Linked DNA regions of Mus musculus: region 1 is linked to region 2. The links are chromatin contacts, called in public Hi-C maps. All regions are on one chromosome and are shown on one strand. Each heading gives the region's core, a stretch centred on a gene start, on an enhancer-like site or on the middle of the called end of the contact. The rest is flanking DNA. Distances are from core to core; before and after follow the strand shown. Region 1 has its middle 3.5 kb from the start of Gm40639. Region 2 has its middle 84 kb from the start of 4930431F10Rik.

The links. Hi-C and Micro-C count contacts between places; a contact is called where the count stands out from the background.
Region 1: a Hi-C map of natural killer cells shows a contact between it and region 2, with 3 times the contacts expected there. The contact joins two enhancer-like sites. A contact is called at or near these places in 2 of 484 Hi-C or Micro-C datasets (both in natural killer cells) and 2 of 115 datasets of contacts at active chromatin or transcription factors (CD8 T cells and effector CD8 T cells).

The regions. Positions count from the first base shown.
Region 1 is chr10:45,018,043-45,023,553 of GRCm38.p6, forward strand. No RefSeq gene overlaps it. Among named protein-coding and RNA genes, the nearest start is that of Gm40639, 3.5 kb to the right of the region's middle. Within about 2 kb of position 1,674, at least 71 of the 459 cell types and tissues checked have an H3K27ac peak or open chromatin away from gene starts, as enhancers often do. A contact at or near this core is called in CD8 T cells, effector CD8 T cells and natural killer cells, where this site is marked.
Region 2 is chr10:44,820,175-44,825,640 of GRCm38.p6, forward strand. No RefSeq gene overlaps it. Among named protein-coding and RNA genes, the nearest start is that of 4930431F10Rik, 84 kb to the left of the region's middle. Within about 2 kb of position 1,582, at least 13 of the 459 cell types and tissues checked have an H3K27ac peak or open chromatin away from gene starts, as enhancers often do. A contact at or near this core is called in CD8 T cells, effector CD8 T cells and natural killer cells, where this site is marked.

The DNA.
Region 1 (5,511 bases), core at 424-2,923, 200 kb after region 2:
TAGTTTTCTATTACCTGAGGTAGAACAAAGTTCAGTAGCTTGGAAGAGTGACCTGAGCAAAGGATTTCGAAACAAATGGCTCTGTATTTGAACCGCAGCCATGCCAGCCACCCGAGCATGCGCATTATTTCATTTCTGGAGGTTTCAGTTTCTAACACAAAGGGATAAAAGTTAGTAAGACATCTGTCACAGCATCGTAATGATGACTTCATGGAATACGTGCCTGAAAGTTCAGCTGGGCAGCCTCTGCTGTTTTACACGGTCAGCAGTATTCGTTTCCAAGACGCCCAGTGTATTAGCCATTCACTCTTACACGCATTCATTCAGCAATAATTTGATCAGGCAAGTGCCAGCTATAGGCTGAATGCTGAATTTGGTGTTGTGCCGGTAAATAATCACAAAGAAGGATATCAGGAGATGGGGGACACCGCTCAATGGTTAGCGCTGGCAGCTCATCCAGGGGACACGCGTTTCATTCCCAGCACCGACATGGTTGCTAACAACCATCTGTTAACTCCAGTTCCAACACTTTCTTCTGGCTTCTGCAGCCAATCCCTGCAAACAGTACACAGACAAACATGCAAGGAAAACATCTACACGTGTAAAATAAAAATAAATTTATGAAGAAGGAGGATAACAGGTCTCTGGCCTCAGAAAGTGTGGTGCCATTGAATACCTGTGAACGGTTGTCAGGGAAGGGTTTTGTGTAAATACAAAACAATAAAATGTAAATGAGGGCCAGGATGGGACTTAGTGAATCTCATGAGATTTTTAGAGGAAGGTAAAGTTGGTGATAACTATAGTAATCCCGGAGAAGCACTTTTAAACTGATCTGCCCTTTCTTATGCACCAAAACCTTCAGAATCTTTGTCCCTCTGAATGAACAGCCCTGTATCAAATACTTCTGGGCTGTTTGAACCAGTTCCTTCAGTCCTCGGTATCTGACTATGCTAGTTCATGTCCAAAGCCTTTTATATTTTTGTCTTCTAAATTTCTGTTGAGTGTCTTGCCTTCTAAAGCAGGCGTAGTTACTCTGAGTTAAGGTTCAGTGCTTGCTAAAGTTTGGTTTTTGCCTTTTTGTGATTTCTTCTAATAACACTTGTTCTGTGAACACTCCTGGAATCCCCTTCTGTCTAACTGGACTCAGTTTGAATTAATTTTAAATTGGGTATTGGCCAATTACAAAGCAAACTTTGATTTCATATGAGAAACGACTATTTTGAATAAAAGAGGGGAAACCTGCCAATATACCTTTCACAGTATTATGCTATATGAACTGGTAGGGCTGAGCCTGGCATGTGTTAAGTTGTAAGCAATTAATAACAGTCCATCCATTCTCAGAATTGATCACCACTATGGCTAATATCCTAGCAGAGAGACTACTGACACCAAAATCTTTGTCATGAACTTTATTACCGCTCCAGGAAGTGTCAGATGTTTATGGGCACATCGCATACAAGTATCTGAAAGCAGGGTGGCTGAGTCACCAGATTTAGGCCTTCCAGCGTCCAGATGTTAACTTCCTCCAGTGAGTGCCAGCTGTCACGTCCACTCCTTCCAGCCTAGCAACAGTGGGCCCTATGATTTGTTCCTGCCATTAACCCAGAGCAACAGACCAACATCTGAGTCATTCAGAAAGAAGAAGAAAGCAAAACAAAACAAAAAGCAGTGTCAATACAGAGCTGTGACCCAGAAACAAACACCTCCTGCCACAGTGAAAGTCCGTGCTCCCAGTGAGAGGGTGTGGCTGAGCTCCCAGGGATGGCATCGCGGGAAGGCTTCTCTCTTTGTCCCTGCCTGCTTCCACCTGAATCTTATAAGAATGGCTCCCAAATAACATCTTCTAACCCAAACCGACTGTTTACCTTTGTCTATATAGATGGAAAGTATGCAGAGGCGGGGCTCGTGAGGGTGGAGTGGTGAAGAGACATGAGTCTATATAGCTTGTTATTAAAGTATTAGAAGACATATAAATATCAAGATGTTCATTAGTGCCGCCTAAAGCGTAAGAGGCTGAGCTTTATTCCCTTTGGCCTTTCAGTTTCGGTTTATGCGAGGCTGCATACATGAGATGATCTCTCCTCTAGAACAACCCAGAAGGTACTAAGCAGGATGAGCCTCTCCTAGCCTCTTTCCTCGGTTTTACTCTAAGAGTTACAAAGATTGCCAATTCGGAAGCTTCCGGAGCATAAAAGACACACAACAGCTAAATATTTCATTGTTTCTCTGGCAAAGCAGCAAATATTTTTGTTTTGTCTCTGTCTTTCAGATTGTTTGCATCATTCCTAAACTTACACCCTGACTTGGCAGCAAGTTGGTATCTCTTGATAATAAGTTTCACAAGGGAAGAAAGCGACTCAGGGTTGCCGCTTTCCTGACCTAGAACACGAGGTACCTTTGTCAGCCTCCAGATCAACCACATCACAGCTGTGTTCTCACACATGAGCCCTTGTTCAAAGCGGCACGCGGCCATCTCATACCATCTCCCTTTGCCTGTAGCATCTGTAAAGATTACGCATAGCTTTGGCCTTTCTTTGCTTTCGGTTTAACACATGAAGCTGCTGAGGAGAGGGTGGGTGTTAGAGCTGGTGTTAGAACAAACTAGCTGTGCTCTCTCCGTCAATGGCGGCCTGCAGTCCTTCCAGGAATTTTGAAGAATTATACTTCCTTCTGCTTAAAACCACATAAGGGTAGTCCTATTTTCAACTCTCAACCTGGGACAGTAATCAATTGTCTAAAACACAGACTCCTAGGAATGATCCTACACAGCATTACAAACTAAATTATTTTATAAGGGATAAAAAAAATATGCATGGAATTTTTTAAAAAGACTTAATTTTTCTAAATTCATGTTTTATTGAAAAATGGGAAGTAAACAGAGGTAACACAGACAGAAATTTCTTGGTTTAAAAATAAAATTTTACCACTGCCAAAGTTACATCACTCTTTATAATCTGACAGTAATGCCCTATTGCTGAAGATACACTTACTCATGTCATCAAGCAGGGAGAACTTAAGCTGGTGCCTAGCTAAAAGCTTTGCCCCTGCCGACTGGTATCCATGGTGCTAGAAGGTACTTTGCATAATACCAGAGGAGAAAAATTTGTCCTCGATACCACTTAACTACAAACCCTGTGACCTACAATGGTGGTCTTCTGCAGGCAATACAGATGTGCTATGGCACAGATGTTAAAGGAGTAACAAGCCACTTTTTGATTGGGTTTAAGACGCATTGCATGAAACAGAATCCACACTAAAGAATACACTGCTAAAGTGGCCAAAAGTCTAAAATAGATAGGTCATAGGCCCTAGTGGGAAACCTACTGCTAAAGGCAACTTCTGCAATAAACATAGCAATAAACTGTCTGGATGATTTAATATGGATATATTGCTACACTCATAGATCAATGTGTCACCTCACCCTCATGGAGAAGTTTCACCTTCCTGTGAATAGTGACTAACTAGAGACCCACAGCTGGACAGTGTGCAGAAATTGAGAGACTTTAGAGTAATCAGCTCTAAATGAAATGTCTTTAACAAACCCCTTCTCTCAAGACTCAAGGACCTATGTGGGAGAGGAAGCAGAAAGATTCTCAGAGACAGTGATAGTGGCTGGCTCCAAGGAATGGCATCTTCCACACACAACAAGGCTGCTACACATATGAACTCACAGAGACGGTGTCGGTCTGTACAAGACCTGAACAAAGTTCAAAGCAGACAAAATCCCAACATAGAGAAGGGGAAGAAGACATGAGTCCCCCTTATCACATTGCTATTTGCACCTGATAGCTGCTGGGAAAGGAAAATCAATTTTCTCCAATGCAATCAGAGTTGGCCTATTCTGACCACACTGCAGGGCAGGCCCCAAGTCCTGGAGTAGTTGTCAACACAAAACAGACTCCATGTTTTTTGCATGCTTTTTGTTTTGTTTTTATCTTCTTGGTTTTGGGGTGTTTTAGCTAGTTTGTTTTAATTTTCTTCTCCTTCTTCTCCTTCTCCTTCTCCTCCTCCTTCTTCTTCTTCTCCTTCTTCTTCCTCTTCTTTTTGGGTTTTATTTTGTTTTGTTTTATTTTGAGAGAGACAGAAAGAAATAAAGAACCTGAAGTTAGGTGGGTAGAGAAAGACAAAAAATCTGGAAGGAGTTGGGGGATGGGAAAGAATGTGATCAAAATATATTTTATGAGACAAAATTTAAATGATTTGTTTAAAAAAAGAGAAGAAAAGTTAATTGAATTTTCAGTTGCTATTGTAATATATGCCTATAATTCCAGCCCTCAGGAATCTAAGGTGATAGAATTGTGAGTTCCAGGGTCCCCTGGAACTTGCTAAGTTCAAGGACACCCTAGAGTATATAGAGGCTCTGTATTAGCAAGAAAAGTGAAGAGAAGAGAATTTTTTTCTTTCTGCTTATTTTCTTGAATAATAAATAATTTGAAAGGATGACAATATTTATGAGTCACTATATGATCATGATTGACTACTACGTGTAAATCCAATGGTGGATTTCAGCTGAGAGTACAGAACCTGCCTAGATATAATGTAGCCCTGCCTGCTGCCATTTCTCTAGTGTTAGAACAGCTTAAGATGAACCTCTTAATCTCCATGGTCTTATTAAATACTCACCTGCATATTTGAAAATTACAAAGACACTAAGGCATATTGACGCTGAATAGTCTAATTCTGTTTCCTATATTTAAATTATCCATATACACCTGGGTATTGTGGTTCCCTTCTTTAATGCCAGTACATAGAAGGTTGAAGTAAATCAAGTTCTGTGAGTTCAAGGCCATCCTAATTCACATATTAAGTTTCAGGTCAACCAGGGCCTACGTAGTGAGAGTATCTAGATAGATAATAGATAGACAGACAGGAAGTCAGACAGAACCACTTGAAGTCAATGTCCACCCTTGAAATTATTTTTATAGTCCCTTTTCCTGTTTAAAAAAAAAAAAACAACAACAATTTCAGGGCTTAGAAGATGGCTTAGTAGGTAGGAATGCTGGTTGCAAAACTCAAGGACCTGAATTCAAATATGTATATATGAATATATACATATAACATATATAATATACCTATATGTTACATATATTTATTATATATTATATATAATACTGACTAAAACTTTTGGATATGACCTAAAATGTAAAATAAAGAGGAAATAATGGTGTCTAGGATTCACTGACGTCAAAGCTGTGCATCCTGGAAACCTCTACACCATGGGAAGCAGAGACAAGAGGATTGCCGGGTCTTCCTGGCTGCCAGCCACACTCTAGGTGCAGTGACTGACCCTATCTTAAGGGAAAGAGAGTGAAAGAACAGGATACTGGTGTCCTCGGCCTCTATGCCCACAGACAAATTCTCCAGCCCAGCCCCAAGACACAGGATATCAGTTTCTTATTTTCTCTGATTACCTGCCTCACCCTTGAGATTGATCTTTTGTATTAGGTGGTGCCAAACGCCTTCTGAAGTAATGCAGGTTCACTCTGCCATGGCATAGCTCCAATCCTTGCG
Region 2 (5,466 bases), core at 332-2,831:
TCTCTCTCTCTCTCTCTCACACACACACACACACACACACACACACACACACACACACACACACAGAAGTGTAACAACACTTCTCATAACACAAACTACAAGAAAATGGAGTTATAGCAATCCTTTTAACCTGAAAGTGTGCTCCAGAAAACAGGTATCGTTGGCCAAAGCAGCTCAGTTCAAATCTCAAGAGCCCTAGATACGAGGAGCCAGAAATTCTTAGAAGGAACACAGTCTGTAGGACGCAGGGATTATACCAGCTAGAAAAGTGAATGAAAACTGATAGCTCCCTTGACTTCTGTTTGTCAAGGAGATTGTCACTGTTGACAGGGATGGCTGGCCCTGGGGAAAATGGGCAAGATAAAACTTGACAGAAACACTTGGGAGGAAATTTGACACTAGTAAAAACCACAGGTGTGAGTGAAACCACTCAGTAAAAGTTGGGTTGTTTTTCAGGGTCTGATGTTCTACGCAGTTCTAGTTCAAATTTAGAAGTTTGAGTGAACCATGTGGGGATGTTAAAACACAGAAGGCATTCCCCAGAGCCAGCAGAAGCATTGTACAATCACTACTCTCAGGGTACTCTCTAAGCTATTTAGGTTTGCTGAATGCACAAACAGCTCAGTGTTTTTAAGGGAAACACCCTGAAGCAGATAATAACTTGATCTCCGGGCACACTGAGCCCAGGGTTGTGTCCCAGAACCACTGTTTATTAGTTTGACTTCTCATAATTTCATTTTCTATGCCCCGGACTTCTAATTTTAATTGGAGATAATATTTCTATCTGATGGAAAGGATAATTGGAGAATCAAAGGAGACAATGAATGCGTTTAATGTTTGCTATGGTGCCTGGCACGTGGGAAGAGCTTCTTGAATCTTAGATATGGGTTTTATATTGATAGAATCATACAATAGCAACACTAATAAGAACAAACTTTTAAAGCCAAGCCAACATTTTTTTGACATAGGCTCTTACTAAGTAGCCCAGGCTAGCCTTGAAATCTTAAGGGCTGGGATTAAAGATTAGTTTCTTGAAATCTGCACCTGAACAAAGAAGAGATACTCTGATCTCCAAGAAAGATAAATGAAAATCTTCGTTTTTGTTTGTTTGTTTTTTCCTCCTCCCTCCCTCCATTCCTTTCCTTGTCACTCTTGGTTGTTCTCTGATAAGCTCCTTGTACCCTACACCTATGTTTCAGAGCCTGTAAGCAATCTTGAGTACCCTACTGCTGGCTTCTACTGGTCTCCACACTGCCCTTGCTTGAAAGGGATTTATTCACTATGTTCACAAGAGACATGGATCATGGTTCAGAGAGAAAGAGATTGAGAGAGGGAGAGAGAGAGGGAGAGAGAGGGAGAGAGAGAGAGGGAGGGAGAGAGAGAGAGAGAGAGAGAGAGAGAGAGGGAGAGAGAGAGAAAGCATATTGCTTTATTATTTTACAAGCAGGCTTACAATAGCACCCTCTATTTATAAGTAACATTAGGCTCTTTGTTTCTTGCTTACCTCCTTTAGCAGAGTAAGCAAGGCAAAGCAGGCCACTTTCTAGTAGATTGTGAGAAGATAGACAGCAGCATTAGCTTCACTGTGGGTTTGATGTGGAGAACAGAGTCAAAAGGAGATATTCTTGTGGGTTTCTATATGACTGAGAGGCAGCAAAGCTCTTGCTGTGGCAGCCGATTAAAACGAATGACATTCTGATCACCAAATGTTAATAGGTCCAAGTGGAAGTGTGGTGACCAAAGTTGAGTCATAACTTGAAAGGAAACCAGTCTTACCCATGTTTTTTTTTTTTTTTTTTTTTTGTTCTTTAGTGAAGACCCTTACTAAGCTCTTTGAAGACCATGGCTTTCTACAAAGGAGCAGCACAGCTACCGTTGGTCACAGCAAGTGGCTCTTCACACTCTTCAGTCTGAACAAGAACCAGTTATGAGAAGCTAGGGTTTTACTTACTTTTGGTGTGGTTAGCATTGGTGGGAAGGCAACTTACTGGTCTCTCCATTTATTAACATCATTGATCTTTGGGGTTTTCTATTGTTGGTCTGGCTAGCTTGGTTAAGGCTAACATCCTTTTGCCACGGAGAGTCTTGCAAAGTTCCTCCTCATCTGGCCTGTGGCTGAGCGAGGGGCTCTTCTGAGCCTCTTTGAAACCTATTTGGAACATTCCTAAACAGCAAAACTTAGACTGTTAAGTGATTTTTTTTTAGGGTACTTAATTATGGAGACCTCTGTCCTAATGCTTGAATTTGCATCTTTGTCCTCGATTTTTTTTCTTTAGGGGAACTCTAATATCTATTCCAGAATAGATATTCAACTTGGATTGATTATAATTGGGGAGGGATTGGATTTTATCTGGAACATGAAATAAACAATTCCTAACACTTCTTTATCAAAAACTACACAAAAGAGTGTTCATATTTTCATGTCAGAACAAACCTGTTACTCTAAAGTTTTGATATTATTTCTCAAAATTTTCATACCTGCTATTGTTCATATGTAAAGAAGCACCCAATGTTCTGTTTCAGTTAGTCTGCAGAGTGAAACAACATTTATAACACCCACTTTCATTGTTTATTAGAAAGTTAAAAGCCACAGTTCAGTGTAGGATGGGAAACAAGGAATTGTCTCTGAGTTCCTCTGTGGAGCTTCTGGCTTGTGCCCTCACAGCTCAGAAGCACTTCTCATCCTTCATATAGAGACTATTCTGTTTAGAAGTTGGTAAGTACACGTGTAGCTGCTTCTTTCCAGGAATACTTACTCCTTTCTTGCCACTCTCCAGACAGTAAGCTAATTTCTCAGAGTGAAACACAAGGAAACACCACCACTCAGTACACCCTGCATGCTTTCTACTGTGAGAAGGTATACCAGAAGCCAGCCTCCAGAGATCTGCTGAGCACAGTCTTTAAACGAGGTGACAGCTCATTGACCACTCTTTACATGGAACAAGATTTTCATTCCAATAGCTGAAATTTCTAAGAGCAACAAAACACAGCTAATATTCTCACTTTCCTATTTGAAGACACCTGCAATTCTCCATACACTTATGAGAAATCTGTGTGATAGAAGTTCACCTCTACAATTTACAAGAGGAAAAAAAGAAGTGGACTTTCTCATGACGTGAGCTTCCAAAATTATCATCTCATAACCAAGAAGAATACAGTCAATATAGAAGCTCATAGTAGTGGGGGAAACAGAGGCCCAACTGGCTATCTTTTGTCACCAAATGAAGCTTCTAGTACTGAGATTGGGTTACATCTAATTGAATTGTTGGCCAAAGGGATCCTATGGCACCCCCAAACAGCACAGGCTTTTGGCAAGACTATAGTCGGTTTTCCACAAACAGACAGCAAGTTCCCATGATGAAGACAATATCTACACAACTCATTGAACATGGAGAAGTTGACCTTGTACCTACATAAAGCCCTCACTGTTAAGTTTTAGCATCTTAGGTATAAGAAGGTACTATGTGCATGACCAAAAGAGATATGTAAACACTAAACCAGCTACAAACCTTTTCATCTACAATGGTGTCCTGCCTACAAGATAAACTAGGGCAATGGTAGCATCAAACTTATGGAAGTGACCAACCACCATCAGATTTGAATTAAGTCCCAATCCACAAGATTGGCCCCATACCTCATATTTCTTGAATGGCCAAGAACCAGAGACCAGACAGCTCAGGAACCAAGGTTAAAACCAAATACTAATGATAACAAACAAACAAAAACAAAAAGCATAGCAATAAGATGACCACCAATGACATTTTGTTGTACTCATAGATCAGTGACTTACTCAGCCATCATCAGAGAAGCTTCCTCCTGCCCCAGATGGAAGAAAATAGAGACCCACAGCCAGATACTATGCAGAGAGTGGGAGATCTCAGATGGCTTGGCCCCAAACAGTATCCCTCCATCAAATCTCTTCCCCTCAGGGCATGGAAGAGGAGGCAGAAAGGGTGTAACAGCCAGAGGGGATGGAGGATACCAAGAAAGCAAGACCTTTTAAATCAACATGACCAGTGCATCTATGAACTCGCAGAGACTGAGGCAGCAAGCACAGGGCCTGCACTGGTCTGCACCAGGCCCTCTGAATATTTTCTATGGCTTCCAGCTTAGTGTGTGTATGGGTTTCTGAGTGTGAAAAGCGGGTCTGTGCTTCCTGTGCCTGATCCTGGGCTTTTTTTCTTCTCTGTTGGTTTGCCTCATTGAACTCCAGTATGTTGGTTTTGGTGTTCTTATTTTAATTTATTATTGAAAATACATTTTAAAAACTATGAGAAATGTATTATTATATAACTTATAGGAATTAGTGAAATAAACTTGCTTATCAAGTACTTTGGCAAAAAAAGAAAAAGAAGAGGAGGAGGACGGGGTGAAGGAGGAAGAAGGGGGAGAGAAGGGAGAGGAGAAGGATGGGGAGGAGGAAGGAACAAGAGGAGAGGGGAGGAAGAGGAAGAGAAGGTCGAGGAGGAGAAAGAGAAGGGGACAGGAGGAGGAGGAGGAGGAGGAGGAGGAGGAGGAGGAGGAGGAGGAGAAGGAGAAGGAGAAGGAAGAGGAGCAGGAGAAGAAGAAGAAACTTAGGAAGGACAGAAGGAAGTACTATATGACCAAGTATTTCACAAGCCTAAGTCAGGATGAGTGCAATTTTATTGACACCTCTTTGCTCATAAATAAGATCTCTCAGTAAATCATTTCTCAAGTGTAGTTTGATTTTCTTTCTTAAGTAAAAATAGGTCAGATACATATACACTCTTTTTCAGAGTGGCAAACAACTCCCTAGAGTAAACGTGATGTTGATAACCTCTCTGAAAGGACTTATGTAGTCATTTCCATACTGGTTCTGCCTTGAAAATGAATCAAACAAAGAATTGTATGATTCAATTCATACCGTAAAATATTCTTAGGCAGCAAAATTGACAAGGGGTTAATGGAGGAGTAGAAAGTCAGGTGTAAGTCTAGTAATAATAGTGCTATTTAGGTTTGTTTTTCTCTCACTCTTTGTCAATATTTATTTTCCTGTATAAATGTTGAGACCATTATTAAGCTGTTGTATTTCAGCATCAAAAGCATCCTTCTATACTTTTGTGATGTCAAATCATAGTAAAATATTTATTTATCTGTTAAAACCAGTTCTCTGTTAGACTCTTCCAATAGGGGTCCTGGCATGAGACTCCAGCCCGAACAGGGAGAGATTTTCTATTTTCTATGCTACTTTTGGCTCTAGATTTTCCAGACATTACTTTCTACATCATTCCAAAATATTTCCTCAAGCACACTGTGGGGTCCAAGTCCAGCAGTAGCAGTTGATAGCAATTAGCATTTGTTTTAACATGTGTGGAACACCATCATTATAGCACCACCCCAAAACTCTTAGGAGCAGCGTTCTCCCTTAGAAGTCTAGACTAACCCACATCTTCTTCCACTGGTGCCTCCTCTTCCAGGAGGAGGCAGCTGCCATCCTCCTAACAC